Linked DNA regions of Pan troglodytes: all the other regions are linked to region 3. A link is a contact called in public Hi-C data. All regions are on one chromosome and are shown on one strand. The core of a region is the stretch at or near the end of the contact, and the rest is flanking DNA. Distances in the headings are between cores, read along the strand shown. Region 1 holds the start of SUPT3H (SPT3 homolog, SAGA and STAGA complex component). Region 2 overlaps RUNX2 (RUNX family transcription factor 2). Region 3 has its middle 270 kb from the start of CDC5L.

Region 1 (4,399 bases), core at 206-2,705, 710 kb before region 3:
AAGGTTTTAATTCATTTGGTTCTATCATCTCATTCCACAGATACAAAAACTGGGGTCCAATGATGTTAAGTGACTTGCTCAGGTACCACCGGGCTGAGTAATCTTTTTGGTCAGAACAACTTGCTCTAAACATAAAACAAGATACTTTTGAGAATGCAATTGGAAAACAGTTCTCAACGTCAGAAAACAAATATAGCAACAATTGCAATATACGGTTCTAAACAATATGCAATCTACCCAGTTTATTTCCATGGTGACAACTTAAGCATTAAAAATAGAAGGCAAATATAGCAAAGGATGAAATAATTGATAAATAGAAAATAAAAAGTCCCCACAAACATCCTAGCAAGTAAGGGTTATGAATCTCAAACAACAAAGAATTTCCAAGTCACCTGAACTGTCACTGTAGCATACACATGAGAAGAAACCACTTCTGGCCGGGTGCGGTGGCTGACGCCTGTAATCCCAGCACTTTGGGAGGCCGAGGCAGGCAGATCACAAGGTCAGGAGTTTGAGACCAGCCTGACCAACATGGTGAAACCCCGTCTCTATTAAAAATACAAAAATTACCCGGGCGTGGTGGCACACGCCTGTAATCCTAGCTACTTAGGAGGCTGAGGCAGGAGAATCGCTTGAATTGGGGAGGAGGAGGTTGCAGTGAGCCGAGATCGGGCCACTGCACTCCAGCCTGGGTGACAGAGCGAGACTCTGTCTCAAAAAATAATAATAAAAAGAAACCACTTCCATGGAATCAGAGAGATGGTTCCATATTAGCCATGACTTCTGCTGCTCTTTTGAGAATGTGGGCTTACTACCTAATCATTTTAAGATGCCCATGGGCACTTTTACTTAGATACATGCACTTTCTCTTTGCACTAGTGAGTCTACGTGAATGTTACATGCCAGAGGAACGTTAAAGTCTACGCTAACAATGCTTCATTTTTCTTTAACAATTTTGTCCAGGTCATGGAGACATTTTTGTGGAGTGATAAATTAACTTGGTCTCCTGATGTGTTTTCCCCACATGCCTTGGAAAATCACTTGTTTTTCTGAGAGGTGGTAGTCATCAAAGCCTTAACTTCAGCAACAGCTTCGCTGTTTTAGCTTTGTTATAATTAAGATACCCTAGTACCACTGATAGTTTAGGATATTTGATATGAATGTAATGCAAAAATATTTTTGGCCCTTTGTATATAGCAATGGTCTCAAACTATGAGCAAAATTATGGCTAAATCAGATTTTCAAAAATGGATTTTAAGAAATTCCAGGAGGTAGGAACCTGGTTAACTCATGTGACTTTAAAACTCAGATCTCTGCCAACAGCCCAATTCAGTTTCCTAAGAATAAAATTTTAAACTTCCTGTATCAATGCCTTAACTCAGTGTCCCTTCTCCATGTGTCACTCTCATTAACTTTTGTTGTGCGTGATTTTTTTTTTTCTTTTTTTGACGGAGTCTAGTTCTGTTGCCAGGCTGGAGAGCAGTGGCGTGATCTCGGCTCCCTGCAACCTCCGCCTCCCAGGTTCAAGCGATTCTCCTGCCTCAGCCTCCCGAGTAGCTGGGACTACAGGCACGTGCCACCACGCCCGGATACTTTTTTGTATTTTTAGTAGAGACGGGGTTTCACCATGTTGGCCAGGATGGTTTCGATCTCCTGACCTTGTGATCCGCCCGTCTCGGCCTCCCAAAGTGCTGGGATTACAGGCGTGAGCCACCGCGCCTGGCCTGTGTGTGATTTTATGCAGGCTGGACACCAGTATCCTAGAATAAGATGATCTGGATTCTATCCTGATAAACTGGATCAAACAGGTACTCAACTGATGCAGGTGAAACTCCAGTGCAGGAACTTCTATGATAACATTAACTGAACACAATTTTAATTGAAATGATCTACTTTTATGTTTCTTTAGATGTGAACATTAATTTTTCTCTTAATCTTCTGTTAACTAATTTCTTGGTAATGTACTCAAAAGAGCTTTCAACCAGTCTTCCCATGTAAGAAGTTATCACCATACTCACTCTGTTACTTTCCCTTATACTGCACACTTTGCTCAGCAATGAATTGATCCCTGATTTACACATCAAGCTGAGCTCTCACATTCTAAATATATCTATTCTTTTGGAATTTTAGGTATTTGGCAAATATTGAAGCATTGGGGAGATTAAAGAGAATCAAACACAACACTAGCAGACTCAACTACAATCCACAGAGGAAATAACCAAATAAGTTGCTATTTTAAACAATTTAAGCAAATAGAAGGAAGGGATTTCAGAACTCACAGTATCTATAGGCAAGAAAATAACTGAAGCAGTGATGCTTAAAAAGACTTGGTGAGGGTTAATACTTGAATCCCTATAAAATACAGTATTTTATAGTATTTGACAACACAGGTGTGAAGGTGAGCATGGATAACCAGTTTTCTTCTCTAAGCAGCCAATAAGAATGTTAAAATATAAATAAGACTTCATATAATATAAAGAGTGAAAGACTGAAAGCATTGTCTTACGACTACTGTATTATTTAAAGAACTACATCTATATCAATCAAATATGGCAGGACAGGATGTACAGTGCAATACTGGGGGTGCAAGATTTTAAAATGAGGAACAGGCCAAAATCTAAACACAGAATCGTCCAAAAAAAAAAAAAAAAAGCCTTCAAGTAGACAAAGTTTTCAATAACAAAACATGGTAGTTAAACGCCTGCGTCTAGTAACATGAGTTGGGGAAAAAACATTAATAGCAGATTAATGAAACAGATTCTGTGCGAGGTCAGGGTAGGGAGTGATGGCGCGCGGAAGCGGCGGAAGAGCTGGTTTCGCCGTCCCAGAAAGGGTTCCACGTCCGCACGCCCGTACTGCGGCCCTGCGGGGAGCGCTCAGACCCCTCCGTTTCCCTTCACCATTGTAAACGCGCAATCCCATTAAGATCCCGTTCACTCCAATTCCTGGAAAGAAGCTTAGAACGGTGAATCTCTTCCTCGGAGTTGAAAATCAACTTCCAGTGCCGGTCACCCAATCCTTCAAAAATCCTAGCCCTCTCGGGCCCAATTCCTAAAGAATTCAAGCCTGTACCCTGTACACCCTCACCGATCTCAGCTCGTCCCCACTCCGCTCCCAGCGGCCCCAGCTCTAAACGCCGCCGCGCGGCTCAGCGCTGCCCACGCCCGGCCCTGAAGACCGCGCACAACGCCCCGCCCCCGGCGAGCGTGGCGGAAGTAGCTCGCTCGGGCTGGGAGACCGCGCGCCACCTGGCCGAGCGCGCATGCGCCCGCACTGCCAGTGCTGGGGGCGTCCGTATCGCTTACTCCTCAGTCTCCGCAACCCCCGCCCCACCGAGAGTCGGGATCACGCCATCTTGCACCCCCCCCCATCGTCCCGTCACCCAGCCGAGTCACCTTTTCCCTTTCTACACTCCACACTCTCTGTCCCCCACCCCGCCCCTTTCCAAGCGTGTCCCGGGCCGCAGCAGCAGAAACCGCACCATCTCCACCCCTACATTCTCCTCGCGGGAAGCGCAGCAGTGCCTCCAAGGGTTCTTAAAGCAGAGGTTGTAGGGCTTGCGGGGGGTTTGCGGGGGGCGGTGCGGGGATTCGGGCGGGGGAGACGTCAGAGAGCCGGGAGGGACGCAGAGCGGAGATCCCAGCGTCGCTGCGACCTCGCGCCGGCCACGCCCTGGCCCCGGCTCGAGGGCGGCTGCCTGGGTCTTCGTCGTCTACGCCGGAGTGTTGAAGGGAGGGCGGCTGTGGGAGGCGCTGACCGGGCGCAGCGCCCTGGTTCCGCTGCCGAGCTTGGAGTTGCCTCTCGACTCCTCCCTGTTGGCGGGTGGGCGTGGGGTGAGGGGGGCTGGGCTGTGCTAAGAAGCGGGGTGCGCGGGTCGTCTAGGTAGTGTGGGGGCTGCCGGAGGAATCATTAAAGAGGGAAATTGTTGCTTTATGGCACGGCGGGAGAAGAGTTAGGTAGTTAGTGGGAGTGTAGCATCCAGAAAGAGGAAAAGATCCGCTGTGTTCTCTGTGGGGTGAGCTCACGTCTGTGACCCCTGGGGAAATTATTTAGCTTGTCTTTGCCTTGTTTTGGTCTGTAAAATGGCGATCTTATAGCCTATTTCAGAATTGTGAGGATTATATGAGAAAATACACGTTAAACGCTTAGAACAGCGCCAGGTGCTGCTCAGTACATGTTAGCTCTGCTTTTGCTCTCCACGTTTTAGGAGTTCAGAATGACTGTGACCTTATCTTCTCCGAGAATCAGGACACTTGGTCTCACACGTGAGAGTGAAGTTATGAAGACAGTGATATGTAATATTTGACACTCAGACGATCCTGGACGTAGTATTACTGTACACGTGGATAAATTAGCATTTCTCCATGAGGCTAATAGAAATGTTATTTCGGTAGAAAGA
Region 2 (4,150 bases), core at 355-2,854, 750 kb before region 3:
GCAAACGCCCCCGTCCTGACACCCCCTCCTCTGGAGACCCTAGGTTTGTCCAGGACCCTCCCGGGCACTGGTAGCGCAGCCCGCGCGCCTCAGTCAGCACCCCACGCCCAGCCCCGGGCACTAATGCCCGGCACCGGCACCCCACGAATCCCGGCACGGGAGCCCGGGAGGGACCAGGACCGCTGAACTCTGCGGGTCGGGGAAGGGGACGCCGAGACCTGAGGAGGGGCGTTTGGCTGTGAGGGAAGCGGGTGAGAGCGCGCGGAGCCCCAAAGAGAGGCTGCGCGGGCAGCCCGCAATGCGGCCAGGCCGGGATGTCCCGGAAGGACGCGGGAGCCCCAGGGGACAATGTCGGGGATCCTCGCCCCCGGGAAAGGGGCGGGGTGGAGCAAGTCCGCTCGCAGTGCAAGAGTGGGTACTTTGGGGATCCTGGGGGAAAGGGAGACGGCGCGAAGGAGTGAGTGAGAATCAAGGCCGGGCAGGAGGCATGAAGAGTGCTGAACGGGTCAGGGGGACTAGGGCTGAAGTCGGGGTGGCAGCGGGCACAGGTGGGAGAGGGAGGGATTTGCGCGGAGGGACTGAGCCCCGAGCCCGCCAGGGCATCCGGAGGGAGAGGCCCGGCCGGGGGTTTCTGGGGTTAGAGCCGCCAAGGCAGGAGGTCTTGGAGGACGTCCGGGGCCCAGCCCCGTGGGCAGGAAGACACCGGCGGGCAGGTTCCGCGGCTCCCGGCCGGGGGCGGGGGGCGGTGTAGCCTCTTACCTTGAAGGCCACGGGCAGGGTCTTGTTGCAGCGCCAGTGCGAGGGCAGCACCGAGCACAGGAAGTTGGGGCTGTCGGTGCGGACGAGTTCGGCCGGGTGGTCGGCGATGATCTCCACCATGGTGCGGTTGTCGTGGGGCGGCCGCAACCGGGGCACTGCAGCTGCCGCCGCCGCAGCCGCCGCCGCCGCCGCAGCCGCCGCCGCCGCCTCCTGCTGCTGCTGCTGCTGTTGCTGCTGCTGCTGCTGCTGCTGCTGCTGCTGCTGCTGCTGCTGTTGCTGCTGCTGTTGCGCAGCCACCACCGGGCTCACGTCGCTCATTTTGCCGGGCTGCAGGCTGCTGGAGGGGGGGCTGAAGCGCCGGCTGGTGCTCGGATCTACGGGAATACGCATCACAACAGCCACAAGTTAGCGAAGTGGCCGGGGGAGGGGGAGGAGGGTGGAAATGAGGGGCAAGGAGGAAATTGGGGGGGTGAAGGCGAGACGGGGGGAAAGAGGATGGAGGTGATGGGGCTGAGGAGGTGAGAAATCAAGTTTGATGAGGCCGACTGCCGGGCGGAGTCTGATGGGCCAACAGAGTCTGGCGATGCGGCGCAGTCGGGCTGGCGGGTAGGGAGACCCGGGAGGCGCAGATCTTTGCCGGAGCCTTTGGAACACCCGGGGTGGCAGCTGCGAACGGGCGCGGGGGTGTGTTTGGCCTGGGGAGGCGGGGGACTTGAGTTTGCAGCTTGGAATGGGGTCCCTTGGGGCACCGCGTCCTGGGTGCGCTGGCGCCCCCTCCCAGTTCGAGTCCGGTGGTGAAGCGGTGTGGGTTCAGCAGTCCAGCCCCGGGGCCGGCATTGCCGCGCGCTGCCCGCCACCGCCGCGCCGCGCCGCGCCGCGCGCTGCTACCCAGCTGCAGGCGGCCGCGCCTCCGCCCTCCCGCGCCGCCGCCTCCGCGGCGGCCGCCGCTCCCCCCGCGCCGGCTGCACGCTCAGATTCCTCCCGCGGCGGCTGCCAGCCCGGCTCCCCGGCTAGGCTCCTTCCTTTCCCTTCTTTTCTTCTCGCCCTCTCACAGCCACCTCTTTGCATCCACTCCCTCCTGCAATTTGCAAAGCTCCCCTGTCTCTCGCGCTTCAAGGTGCCAAGAGGTAAGTCGTGGGCAGCGGATCTCGGGGCAACGAATCTCGAGCCTGCGAATCGCAGCCGCTGCCGCCGCCAGCCGGCCGCGAGAAGGAGCCCCCCGCGCGCCGTGTGCAGTTTCCGAAGCCTAGAGGCGGCCCCAGACTAGGGGCAATCTCGCCAGGTCGCGTCCTCTTGCTCTCCCCACCCCTAGGACAAGGAACCCCCTCTTTGTAGGAAGAGATTGAAGCCAAGACACCAGAGAGCCCCCGGCTGATCTGACTGTCGCTATTTTTCGTTGTAACTTCAGGAGAGGAGGAAGGAAAATTCTTGAGCGTCTGTGCTGACTTCTCAGCACTCTTCACCCTCCCACCTCCACCCCCACCTCTGTCTGAGCGACTCCCAAGGGAAAAAGATTTTGCAGGGTTTCGGTGTTTTTTGTTTTAAGTGACACAAAAAAAATGAGGGGGGGGGTGGAGGGAGATCTAGTCAAAATAGTTTTTAGGAACTCAAGTGCATAGCTGGACATTTCTTTTTTCTTATATATTCAATCTTGTCATTCCTAGAGAACAAGAATGAGGTGTTTGTTTGTTTGTTTGTTTGTTTTTGTTTTAAGGACTGAAAAACTGTCAGCTTTGTGATTAAAATAAGTTGCAAAACCCTTGCTGGGGAAAAGCACCAGCCGTTTTCCATGAATTTAAATATTTTATTAAGTCTATTCTACATCTAAGACTAAGTTTCGTGTCTGTCTTCCCCAGCGCTCACGGGGAAAAATTAAAAATACGAACTAAAAAATTCAAAATGCTTCCGTGGCTGTTTATTTATGTATTTATTTCCTAGTGTGGGTTTAAAAAGCGACTTTGGATCCCCCAAAAAGTTGTGGTCGAGAGGATGAAGGAGCGCGGAAAAAAAGCGGCACTTTTTACCTAAAATGTGGTTTTTGGAGGCTGGGATTTCTAATGATTAGGTTTTTGTGGTTTATATAGACACGACTCTGGCTAAGTCGATCATTACGCTGATGAGAGTCAGAGCACGTGGGTGTCTACGACCAGCCTCAAACTCTGAGCCTTCAAAACAAATAAAACAATGTGCTGCGCCCGCAGAAGCCGGGAAATCCGCTTGAGGCTATTACACCCCAAGAAGGGGGCACAGGGCCGTTTTACCCTCGGCGTTGTGTACTACTACGTTTCTTGCTTATTACCAAACTCTTTAAAGCCTTCCAAAGCTTGAAAACGTGTTTGCGAAAAAAATCATCAGTTGCCAAAGTTTCAAAGATTCCTAGTGGAGTAGCTGACACAGTAACAAGTGATTTTATAAAATAAATGAAGAATTAGAATGCCTCCCCCTCGAAGCATTAAGGAAGAAAGATGGTTGGGTCATCTCTCACGCCCTCCCATCTTATTTAAAGCAATTCACATACCCATTACTGGGTGTTTTTATTGCTCAGTGCAAACGCCTCCCTCACCCTCGTAGCGACCTGCCACGACCCTCCCTGTCTGGTTTTAGAGCTTTGCTCCCACTCGCTGAGCCCACGCCCGGGTCTGCGCCCTAGAAGGGGCCTGGAAGGGCTCTGAGAGCATGAGGGGCACGGAAGATGGGGGCCTGGTGCCAGTCGCGGACTCTGGAGCCCTTTCGAGTACAAGATGAGCTTGGGGGGCTGTGGTTGCGTGACTCGGGATCGCCCCGCTGAAGAGATGCGCAGGGGACTGAGGGTCTGCCAGACCGCGTGAGCAGAGGTGGGGGTGCGGGGTAGCCAGGTGTGCGCTCTCGAGGGGTAAGGATGGAGTTCAGGGAATACTACTCTGTCCTTCCTAATTGGGGCTTTATTTTTACCTGCCCTTCCTCCATGCACTGCTCCACGCCTCCCTCGTCGGTCTTTCCCTTTCCCACGTTTCTCTCCACGTTCCTGCCTCTTCCCCAAATCCCTCCACAGACACTAGCCCCGAGCCGCGCCCCTCCCGCCCCACAGCCGCCGCCTGCCACTGCCACCCTCGGTGACTCCGAGAAGCGATTCTGCGCCACCGGCTATGACACCTGGTCCCCAACCTACTCTTTGCGCCCGGCCTACTGGCCTCCCAGCCCGGGCGCCGCCAGGGTGCGAGAACCCATTTAGCCAGACCGGACCAACTGGAAGCGCAGCCAGGAGCTGAGCTGGCTCCTGCGCGTGCGATTTTTAATTATCTTTTCGGTCACAGGGGAGAGCTCTAACCCCGGGCACCGCCGCGTCCCCTGCGTGCACAGGTCTCTCGAGTCCCACAGGCGGCCGATCCGGGAAGGGAAGCCAGGCTTTCGC
Region 3 (3,813 bases), core at 1,255-3,754:
TTTTTTTTTTTTTTTTTTTTTTTTTTTTTTTTTTTTGCTTTTTGAGACAGAATCTTACTCTGTCACCCAGGCTGGAGTGCAGTGGCACAATCGCGGCTCACTGCAACTTCCACCTCCCAGGCTCAAGTGATCCTCCCACCTAAACCTCCCGAGTAGCTGGGACTGTAGGCACACACCACCATGTCCAGCTAATTTTTGTATTTTTTGTAGAGATGGGGTTTCGCCATGTTGCCCAGGCTGGTCTCAAACCCCTGAGCTCAAGCAATCACCTGCCTTGGCCTCCCAAAGTGCCGGGATCACAGGCATGAGCCACTGTGCCCAGCCTAAGAGCCATCTTTGTTGCTGTGATTCCTGTAGCTCAACAGCTTTGCCCTCCCTCACTCTTGCCATGGCTGCAGACAGCTGAGGTTGAGGGGCTCTGGTCTGAGTCCAGATAACTGGGGAGTTCCAGGATAATGCCCAGGGAGCTGGTACAGGGAAGTAGACTTAGACTTTTAAGCAGCCCACAACACCTCCTAGAGGTCCTTGGGCGACGGAGCCTGGGCTTGTGGAGTGCCAAGCTTTATCCGACTGCCATGTCAACACCACTCCAGAGTCAAAGACTTCCCAGGCCTTCAGCCCCATCCTCATCCCTGCCCTAGGCAAAGTTGGGTCTGGAACGTTTCCCCTCAGCCTTGGGAGGAAACTCACATTCGAAGCAGTGTGTGAGCCCTGGCTGGCGAGCGATGGCCACTCACACTGTTATCCCTTTCTCAGCAATAATGTTTAGGTTCAGGAAAGAGTTCCAAGATATATATAATTCCTCATGCTGAGTAAGGGCTTCAGCCTGACTCCACAGCTGCCCCGGCTACTGCTCTCTCCAGGAATATTATTACACCAGCACTGGCCCGGTGCTAGAGATGGGGTCTCTCAATGTTCTCATTATGTGCTCCGTATTTTTCAGGTCATGTAATTCAGCTGTAAAAATTTGCCCCTGGCTGCACCTGGCATAGGAGTGGCACAGAGGGGTGAGTTTATTTTTTTAAGGTACTGTTAAAAATAAATTTAATAAGGAAAAGAGAGAGCAAGAGACTGTGTTTAATTTGAACTATGAAGGAGAAGATATGAACCGAAGGTCTGAGATCCTGGTGCTTTGGCTGTATGTGTGTCTGTGTGTGTGTGTGTGTGTGTGTGTGTGTACGCACGGGAGACTACATGTTTCTCCTGTGTAACTTAAAGCCAGCTTTGTTTATTTAACTGAGATTTTCCAGATCGTTAGTTTGTGATGTGGCTTAGTTTATACTGTGCAATATCCCATTTTAAATACACTCAGGTACATAAGTGAAATGCAACGGAGCTACTTCAATTAGCAAGAGCATGGGCAGCAATTAAGTTTAAATGAACATTTTCATGAGTCTTTTCTTCCCCTTCCTTCTCTTAGCCATGTAATTAATGAGCCTCTGAATGAACCTACTCTCTGTCTATGGGCGTAGAAGATTTTGGCTCTGGAATCCAGGACATATAAATGGAGAGGAACGCAAAGGCCTCCAGGCTGCAAGCTGAGGGGGCAGGTGGCTGCCTTTCCATGTTGCTCTGCGTGGGTAGAAGGAGCCTCTCCCCTTCCAACAGCCTCACCTTAGGAATATAGGATAGGCCATGGGTGACCTTAGTATGTAAACCAAACCCCAGCACTTTTAGAGTTCTGTCCCACTTCTGGCTGAGAGAAGCTGTTTGGGAGATGCCACATTGAATATTGGGCTTTCCAGGCTATTTTCAATGACTTATAAGAAAAACTGGGATGTATGAAATTGGCAAGTCCTGGAAAGACTGAGATGGTCCCGGTAATTAGGAGGTGGGGCAGACAAAGGTAGGAGACTGATACATCAAATCGTCCCTTTTTCTGCTTGAGCTATGTTACCAGGGTTTTGGGCATGTCTGTGTCACCTGGAATCCAAGTGTGATTGTTTTCGTCCAGACATTCTACCAAGTGGAAACCAAGAGTGGAGGCTCAGTCCACAGTAAGAGAAGGCACAGGGCCCTGGACAGAAGGGCCTGGCTTCCAGGGGGATGGGGATCCCCAACGCGGGAGACTCCTTTCCCCTGTGACCAGAAGCTGGGGTCTAAGGACTCCTCCTGCTCAACCACATCCACTGGTCGGGGTCCACCCAGGCCAAGCACAGAGCTGCGGAGGGGCCGAGGGGGCCTCTGCCGGGAAATGGAAAGCGGCTCTCTTGGAGGAACTGAAGGAACCCCCACTTCCGTCTTCTGTCCCTGGTGCCTGCATGGCAGGACCCTGGGACCATGAGCCCACAACTCCTCCCCGGGTCACTGTGGTAGACATCAGGATCACCCCACGGTGCTCAGTGTTTGGATAGGGCACCCTCACGTAGCATCTCCCCCACAGGCCACCCAACCATAGCTAGGACACCTCTCTTTGGCTGGCCATCACCTCCACCCACTCTATTTGACAGTCGGTGGACGCTGTGTCCCCTCAGAAATCAGACCGAGGGTTGCTCAGCGTTCGGCCAGACTCGGGCGCCACCTGGTGTCTGCGGGCGTCCCTGCGGGTAGACTCGAGCCCCAGGTGTTTGCTTCTGTCTTTGTTGTTCCTGCTTCTTTTAGACCCAGAAAGGCTCTGTCGCAAGAGGTGGGGTCTGTCTCAATTACAGCGGCTGAGCAGGCACGGGTTGCCTGGGGACATTCCTTGATATTCATGTCACAGGACATGCTGTGCTCTGCACGGGTTTTCACACCTCACCATGAGGTTCTCAGGCCCTCAGTCAGGATTTCAGGGGTTTGTTTTGTTTTTTTAGGTAGGTAGGTAGGTAGATAAGGTAGATAAGAGTTTTGGGGGAAATGGGTTGTTTAGGAGTGAGGCTGGGTTTCTGTCTTATCTCAGCCACTTACCAGCTGTGGGATCATGGGAAAATTACTTTAATCTCTCTGAATTTCAGTTTCTTTATCTGTAAAATAGGAATAACAACACCCACTTCAGAGGGTTATATGAGACTTAAAATAAGTCCTGCCAAGTTCTTGACAACTGAAGGTGTTCAATAAATGTTAGTTCCTTCTTTCCTTAGCAAAGACAGTCATAGATAATAATATAGGTAGTAATTAAAGTTAGTGACACAATGAGAGTAATACTAATTTTTTCTTCCTTCCTCTTCCTTTGTTTTTCTTCCTTTCTTCCTTCCTTCCATCCCTCCCTCCCTTCCTTCCTTCCCTTACTTTCTTTCTTTTTTCTTCTTCTTCTTTTTCTTTCTTTCTTTTTTTTTTTTTTTTTTTTTTTGAGGCAGGATCTTGCTGTGTCACCCAGGCTGGAGTGCAGTGGTGCAATCTCGGCTCACGACAACCTCTGCCTCCCAGGCTCCAGTGCCTCTCCTGCGTCATCCTCCCACAGGCGCATGCCACCAGGGGTTCACCACGTTGCCCAGGCTGGTCTCGAACTCCTGCGCTCAAGTAATCCTGTCCGCCTCAGCCTCTGAAAGTGCTAGGATTATAGGTGTGAGCCACCGCACCTGGCCAGAGTGATACCAATTTTCTTCGTGTGTGCAGTGACAGGCAGAGCAGCGGCAGGGAGGAGCTCTTCATTCATACTTTCCTCCAGGCCCCTCCAGCGTTTTTCATGGCTGAGAAGGGGAGTCTGGGCTCTGTGTGGGGAGCCTGACTATAACTTCATTGAAGAGGCTAGTGGCACATTTCCATTCCAAACTGTATACAAAACTGGCTAATAAATAATCACTGTTGATCAAGCTTTGGAAAGTCCTCATCATCATTTACTGAGCACCTACTATGGGGAAGCCACATTTAAGTATTTTACCAATAGGGCCCCAT

What was found. A called contact is a pair of places that touch in the nucleus more often than the background predicts.
Region 1: a Hi-C map of stem cell-derived neural progenitor cells shows a contact between it and region 3, with 4 times the contacts expected there. The contact joins the promoter of SUPT3H here to the enhancer-like site in region 3. A contact is called at or near these places in 1 of 7 Hi-C or Micro-C datasets (stem cell-derived neural progenitor cells) and 1 of 1 datasets of contacts at active chromatin or transcription factors (stem cell-derived excitatory neurons).
Region 2: a Hi-C map of stem cell-derived neural progenitor cells shows a contact between it and region 3, with 5 times the contacts expected there. The contact joins two enhancer-like sites. A contact is called at or near these places in 3 of 7 Hi-C or Micro-C datasets (induced pluripotent stem cells, a lymphoblastoid cell line and stem cell-derived neural progenitor cells), 1 of 1 datasets of contacts at active chromatin or transcription factors (stem cell-derived excitatory neurons) and 1 of 1 other capture datasets (stem cell-derived neural stem cells).

What each region holds. Positions count from the first base shown.
Region 1 is chr5:51,262,142-51,266,540 of NHGRI_mPanTro3-v2.0_pri, reverse strand. It overlaps SUPT3H (SPT3 homolog, SAGA and STAGA complex component), which reads left to right and starts at 1,455. Exons shown (of 12, transcript XR_680802.5): 1 at 1,455-3,547. All of the region lies in intron 2 of RUNX2 (RUNX family transcription factor 2), which reads right to left.
Region 2 is chr5:51,304,730-51,308,879 of NHGRI_mPanTro3-v2.0_pri, reverse strand. It overlaps RUNX2 (RUNX family transcription factor 2), which reads right to left. Exons shown (of 9, transcript XM_001142127.6): 3 at 760-1,133. Among named protein-coding and RNA genes, the nearest start is that of SUPT3H, 42 kb to the right of the region's middle. Within about 2 kb of position 1,604, at least 14 of the 24 cell types and tissues checked have an H3K27ac peak or open chromatin away from gene starts, as enhancers often do. A contact at or near this core is called in stem cell-derived neural progenitor cells, where this site is marked.
Region 3 is chr5:50,552,897-50,556,709 of NHGRI_mPanTro3-v2.0_pri, reverse strand. No RefSeq gene overlaps it. Among named protein-coding and RNA genes, the nearest start is that of CDC5L, 270 kb to the right of the region's middle. Within about 2 kb of position 2,504, at least 2 of the 24 cell types and tissues checked have an H3K27ac peak or open chromatin away from gene starts, as enhancers often do. A contact at or near this core is called in stem cell-derived neural progenitor cells, where this site is marked.